2 separate regions of the Rattus norvegicus genome follow, and region 2 is linked to region 1. A link is a contact called in public HiChIP or PLAC-seq data. All regions are on one chromosome and are shown on one strand. Each heading gives the region's core, a stretch centred on a gene start, on an enhancer-like site or on the middle of the called end of the contact. The rest is flanking DNA. Distances are from core to core; before and after follow the strand shown.

Region 1 (3,048 bases), core at 196-2,695:
TTAATGGCACTCTAAAAGGAAAAAAGCTATTGGTTTTAAAAGTCACTTGGTAAGATAGCCGAGGCCGCCTTGGTTCGGTGGCATAAAACTTGGCTGGCCTTAAAGTAGCATAAGATTTTTAAGAAGTCTGGTTGTCGTTCATCCTCCAGCCAACATGAAAGTAAATGTTCTTTTTTTATAAAGTTTTTTGATTTATTATATCTAAGTACACTGTCGCTGTCTTCAGACACATCAGAAGAGGGCATCAGATCCCACTACAGATGGTTGTGAGCCACCATGTGGTTGCTGAGATTTGAACTCAGGACCTCTAGGAAGAGCAGTCAGTGCTCTTAACCACTGAGCCATCTCTCCAGCCCGAAACTAAATGATCTTACAAATGCTTTCAATGCAATGCCAGGAAGACCCGATGGGTGAGCAACCACAGGGCCTGGGAAATACACAGAACCACACTCTTTTGACAACCCACTCCTGTCCTTTTTTTATTCTCTATGAGTTTCTATGCCTGTAAATTTGCCACCTGTGTGGAGGTCAGAGGACAATTTATGAAAGTCAGTTCAATTTTCTTTCCACGTGGGTTCCTGGGATTGAATTTAGGTCCTCGGATTAGCAGTAAGTGCCTTTACCCACTGGGCCATCTCAAGGGTCCCATTCTTTCTAACATCATGAATTGTATTGGCTCCTAAGTAATGCATCTGATTTTATCTATAAGAACAATAACTTACATGTGCAACCCTCGTCTGCTCCTCCGAGCACTTTCCAACCCGTGTGCCTCTACTTGGCCTGTATAGAGGTGGTGTTGCCAGAGGGCACTACGCTGCTCACTCAAACTCCAGGACAGCTGGTGAGCAGGCTCTGACCTGCAGCCCCTCTGCATCCACAGAGCCTGCCAGAACCACAACAGGACGCAGGTGGAGAGTACAGGCGATCACCCGTCACCATGGTGACCTCACAGCCTGCAGCTGCTCCGCCATCACAAAGGTGTCTGAATGGCTTCCAAGGAAAGGCTGTGGGCAGTGGGCAGCTCCAGCTGAGTCCAAGCCTAGGGAAGTCCTGGCCACTGACTTAGCAAAGCCGATTGCTTCTCTTGGGGCTCCCAGCAGAAGTCAGGGTTCTCTAGAGAGCAAGACTTTGCCAGGAAGCCTAAGACATGCCTCCTGGCACCAATGTGCTTGGCTTCATCAGAAAGTCTTGGTGCCTGGGATAAAGCCCACAGACAGAGTCCGTCTTTTCTTTCCTCATAACTGAATTATGGGGAATCTTGGGTTTAAATCAAAACTTGATTTAAACCCCTTATCCACTTGGCATCAAGCCCGTTTTGTAGCCGTTTCTATCAGGAGACCTTCCAAAGCCTTCCAAATACAAACCCAGAAGAGGCATCTGCCCTTGAACCTAGCAATGTCTAGTAGTCCCTCCCCTTCGATGTCTGTGGTAACCCTGCCCTGCTCCTCCAGCCCTTTGCTGCAAACTGCAGGCATTTGGCACACACAAAGCCCAGCCAGGCCTGCACCCAAGGGAGCTCAACAGCTGGCAAGCCTCTCAGTTAGGCTTTAGAGAGGAGAGGAGGTCAGTGTGGGTGGGGGAGGGGTGTCCTGATGGGACATCTCCAGTAAGACATCTGCTTCCCAGGCCAGCAGATCTGAAGGGCGGATGCAGAAGATGGGGGTGGGGTGACAAAGGGCAGCTTTGCCAAGCCCCACACTGCTCCCACTCTTTGGAGGTGGCTGCAGCCTGTCCCCTTTCAATGCCTGTCTCCTCTCCCCTCCCCCTTGTCAGCTGGCGTCTCAGCAAAGAGAAGTGTCACAAGCAAACAAAGCTGTCGGCTGGCAGCTGTCCCAGCCTGGCCTCTACTCCCCCTATGAAGCCCACTGAGCACCAAAGACCCTTTCCAATGTGCTGAGCCCACTCCCAGGCAGCCTCTGGGACCTGGCCAGGTCAGTATAGGACACCTCTTTGCTTCCATGGTCTAATCTGACACCCTGGCAGGTGCCGGGACTGATGAACTCAGACCTTGTAGGCCAGGCAGCTGCCTCAGGAAATGGAGGGACTGAGGCAGAGGGAACCTGGGCTAAATCCTCACTAATTCATGAATCTGGAGCCTAATTGGCAGCCCCAGAGAAAACATGTGCGCGCGTGCGTGAGTGCGCGCGCGCACACGCGCACACACACACACACACACACACACACACACACACACACACTCGAGCGCCTGATGGACACTGGAATTCCGGCCCCTGTGAACTGAAGGAATTTGTTTGGAGTGAGCACTAATTCCAAGAGCACTAATTCTAACGGTGTTTCTACAAGTTTGATTAGAAGCCTATACTCTCTGATTAGTGCACAGATTTAAAATTAAACAAACCGTTCTTAAACAAACTGTTCTGGCCTCTCCAGCTTATAAACTGACAGAAGGCTGCAGCCCTTAGGCAGCTTGCAGTGTTTACATCCACATACGCTGCTGCCTGTTGTCAAGAGAGGAAAGCAACCTTTCCTATCCTATTGAGAGACAGTATTGAAGGTGGCCTCCCAGCTCAGACATAGAGGTGACATTGTCCCTAGTAACCAGTGGCACCCATGTGTTCCAGAAAGTACTGTCCTGCTGGCATAAGCAGTCCACAGATGCTCCTGTCTAGATGTTCCCAACAGAGTACAATAGCGTTAGTGACAACCCTGGCTTTGTTGCTCCATGGCCAGCAGCCTGGCGCTGCCCCCTGTTTATCATCCACTGTCTGCCCACTGACTTCCTGGCTCTGATCTTCCTTCCCACACTCCTGGTGACTGAGAAACCTGTCATACTCATAGACATCAGGTTGTCTTACAGGCGACGAAAGTGCAGCCTCCCCCTAAATACACCTCTCCAGGGTCATCCTCCACTTACAGCACACTGGTGGCCAAGGATCCCCAGTGCAGCTGTGAATTCTGTGCATTGCATAGTTTCATGTGCTGTGGTGCAGGTCCCAGGGAAGGCAGACGACTCAGGCCAGATGGAGACTGTGCGTCCCAAAAGCTAACCCTGGCTTAGGCACACAGAATGATGGCTACTCTGGCTGA
Region 2 (3,048 bases), core at 382-2,881, 310 kb before region 1:
GAGGGCAGGTGAGCTTCGACAGCTGCTCCTCAGCATCCGTGATTTTACTTCCACACCGAGGAAGTGTAAGAAGTGTGATGTTAGAGTGTGTGACTTCTGAAGAAGTTGTGTTCTCTGTAGGTTTCAAGTTACAGAGAAACTTCAAATACAAATTCACTTGTTCACAAAATAATGTTTTGACTATTTTCAGGCTGAAAAATTAAATAAATATTTATGCTATGCAACATGATTTTACTATGAATATATTGTGAAATGGCTTAATTAAGCTAACAAATGTGCTACCTCTTAGTTCTTATGTTGAAGAAACCTAGTCTTCCTAGCCATATTCAAATTATGTTATATTGTCAGAAACTATTCAGCATGGTAACTTTTGCTTCTTACTGCATTTGATCTTAGCCAGAAGGCAGAGAAGTTATAGATCTTTACTTGTGAACTGAGGTTTTGCTCTAATTGAACCTCAGCTCTCCACTCCTATGTTCTTTTCTAAGAAATGAATTCTCAGTTCTGCTGAACAGTTTATTTCGTCTATGTTTTAGAAACTAATGTCTTATCAGATATATGATTTTCAAATATTTTTCTACCATCTGATAGGCTGTCTCTTCAGTCTTGCTGTGCAGATATTTTAAGTTTATAATGCCATTTGTTAAGTTTCTCTCATCTCTGGTTTGGACTCATGTCCTAAACAATCATTGCCAAGGCCAATGAAAAGCCATGTCCCTCCATTTTCTTCTCAGGTGTCTATAATTTGCAGTCTAATGTTTGAGTTTTTAATCTAGTTTGAGTTGAATTTTGCACACGGTGTTAGGTTAGAGACCTGTTTCCTACCTCCTGCCTGAGATACGCGTTCAGTTCCACATCTTCCTGGGAAGACTCTTAGCTGTGTGCCGTTAGCATCTTGTTCATATTTCTAAAGTGAATTGTTTTGTGGGGAGATGGGGCCAGGCTGTCCATCTATTGGAGTTTGGACTAGCCTGTTTTTCTTTCAAGAAGCCAGAGTGTTATCTCTGCCCTTATTCAGAGGAGGCTTAATCTCCATTAATAATTTAAAGAAGCAAGTGTTATTAATGGTTGTGGGAGAAATCTGACTCTAGCTTGTCTCTGCTGATCAAGAGCCAGGACTCCCTTTCCAGAGTCTTCCGTGAGCTAGATCTCAGTATCACCCTGCAGCAGAGAGGCTATGTCTTCAGGTGCTTGGTTATTTGTCAGGACAGCTGAGAGGGTTGGTGCATAAGCACGTCTACACCCAGCTTCCCAAATGAAGGACAGAGGAGTGGTTTGCTAATGCCTGAAGGCTATCAGGAAAGCTACTTGCTGATTTTGGGTCACTTAAAAATTAGTCTGCTTTACAAAATTTGTAATTAGAGATATAAATTTTAGATATAATACAATCTACTATGTGATTAATTCCTAAGCAGGGAAGACATTACAGATTGGCTAAGGAGTGGTAATCTTGCAACTTTTCATTCTTGGGGTTCACTATTGAGAGCGCCCTGATAGAGGGTTAGTTAGAAATAGTGAGTCCATGGCTTGATGGAATAAATAATTCATAGCGCACAAGAAGCGGCCCTTTCTCTTCACCAGTCCTTTCTCCTCATTATGTTCACTCCGTGTCTTTCAAAGGCCCCTTTACAGCCCAAGAGCTGCTCTGTGTGAGCATGGAAGGGCTTGGGCACCATTTCAGCCACAGCTTAGCTGAGCCTGGGGGTCACGTCCGAGAGTGAAGAATGTCTTCAATGTGTATTCTGTGGTAGCAACTGAGAAACACGCTAGCCTAGCTGAGATCTAGAGAATCACAGAGTCTCACGATAGGTGCTCTACACTGCTAGCCAAGTACGGTTTTACTCCTGAAACGCCTCTCAGTGCCTATTTTAAAAATTGTTTTAAAGTTGAGTTAATCACTGAAATTCTCCTTTTTTCAGAAACTTTTACTACATTAAATAAAATATCTGGTACAACATGAGATTTTTACATTCTCTTTAATTTTTAAAGTCTTAATCTGTAAGAAACTTGAAGATTTGTGATATTTATATGGAATTCTAGCTCTTCCTACCTTTTATTAAATACAAAGTAGGAGTTCTGCCGTGCAGACAGGGACTCTCAGTGGCTTGGTAGCGCAGGGCCCTTGCCTTGCACATGGGAGTTTGCTGATTGCGACACGGCTGGAGGTGGTGTTTGCCCTTCATCAGTAAACCTCACCTTAGATCTGGTGGGAAGACTGTGATAGCCAGAGCTGCTGTAAAAGGGGAATTTATGTGGATTAAACACATTTCACGGTATAGTAAGACACTGGGGTTTATTAACAGACACTTAAAGGCATTGGGTTGTAGTCTAGACCCCTCACAAGGACAAATATCTGTGAGCAGGAGTTCTGCTGGTCATCAGGACACAGTGCTTCATCAGCATGTTTGTCCTTGGGCTGTAAGTGCTATAAAATGGCTCAGTTGGGTAGAATTCAGTGTTTCATGCTCTGTTATATGTATTTCTTCATATGACATGGACTACAGGACGCAGAGTCTGCAGAATACAAAGCTAATAACCTAAGTGCTATGTTGTCAGAAGGAAAACCAGCCTGTTGTCCATTTGCCCATTCTGCAGTAACTGCTGCCCTTACTGTTCAGGACTTAGTGACTTCTCGAACAGTAACTTAGAAGGAATAGTAATTTTGTGACACATTTTGACTTAAATACTGAGTCATGTTTTGATTTTCAACTTAACCCAAATGGAACCGTCAGCAGCTCTGAAAAGTTAGGCTCTACTGTGGTTTTCCATTTCTGTTTCAGTAGTCACTGAGGCCAAATGTTCTGAAGCTTTACTGGACATCAGATTCTGGTGGTGACAATTTTGAGATAGATTTTTAAGGAGTGTTTCTTTCAGTTAGTATTGCTATAGAAAACAGCCTGGAAGTTTATTGGCTGCAAACAGTACTCATTTACTATTCTGCCTTTGAGGGCTGGCTCCGCCTATCCGTCTGTCTGTCTGTCTGTCTTCTTCAGCCCTTTATGTTCTAGCATGGACACTGGGAAAGGCCACACAGTGTGTCCTCCTGGC

What was found. HiChIP or PLAC-seq counts read pairs in DNA pulled down with a chosen protein or histone mark.
Region 2: an H3K27ac HiChIP or PLAC-seq map of oligodendrocytes shows a contact between it and region 1, with 6 times the contacts expected there. The contact joins two enhancer-like sites. A contact is called at or near these places in 1 of 12 Hi-C or Micro-C datasets (psoas muscle) and 1 of 1 datasets of contacts at active chromatin or transcription factors (oligodendrocytes).

What each region holds. Positions count from the first base shown.
Region 1 is chr17:56,470,153-56,473,200 of GRCr8, reverse strand. No RefSeq gene overlaps it. Among named protein-coding and RNA genes, the nearest start is that of Arhgap12, 190 kb to the right of the region's middle. Within about 2 kb of position 1,445, at least 54 of the 93 cell types and tissues checked have an H3K27ac peak or open chromatin away from gene starts, as enhancers often do.
Region 2 is chr17:56,782,749-56,785,796 of GRCr8, reverse strand. All of the region lies in intron 1 of Zeb1 (zinc finger E-box binding homeobox 1), which reads left to right. It overlaps LOC120097729 (a long non-coding RNA gene), which reads right to left. Exons shown (of 2, transcript XR_010059214.1): 2 at 1-3,048. Among named protein-coding and RNA genes, the nearest start is that of Zeb1, 26 kb to the left of the region's middle. Within about 2 kb of position 1,631, at least 26 of the 93 cell types and tissues checked have an H3K27ac peak or open chromatin away from gene starts, as enhancers often do.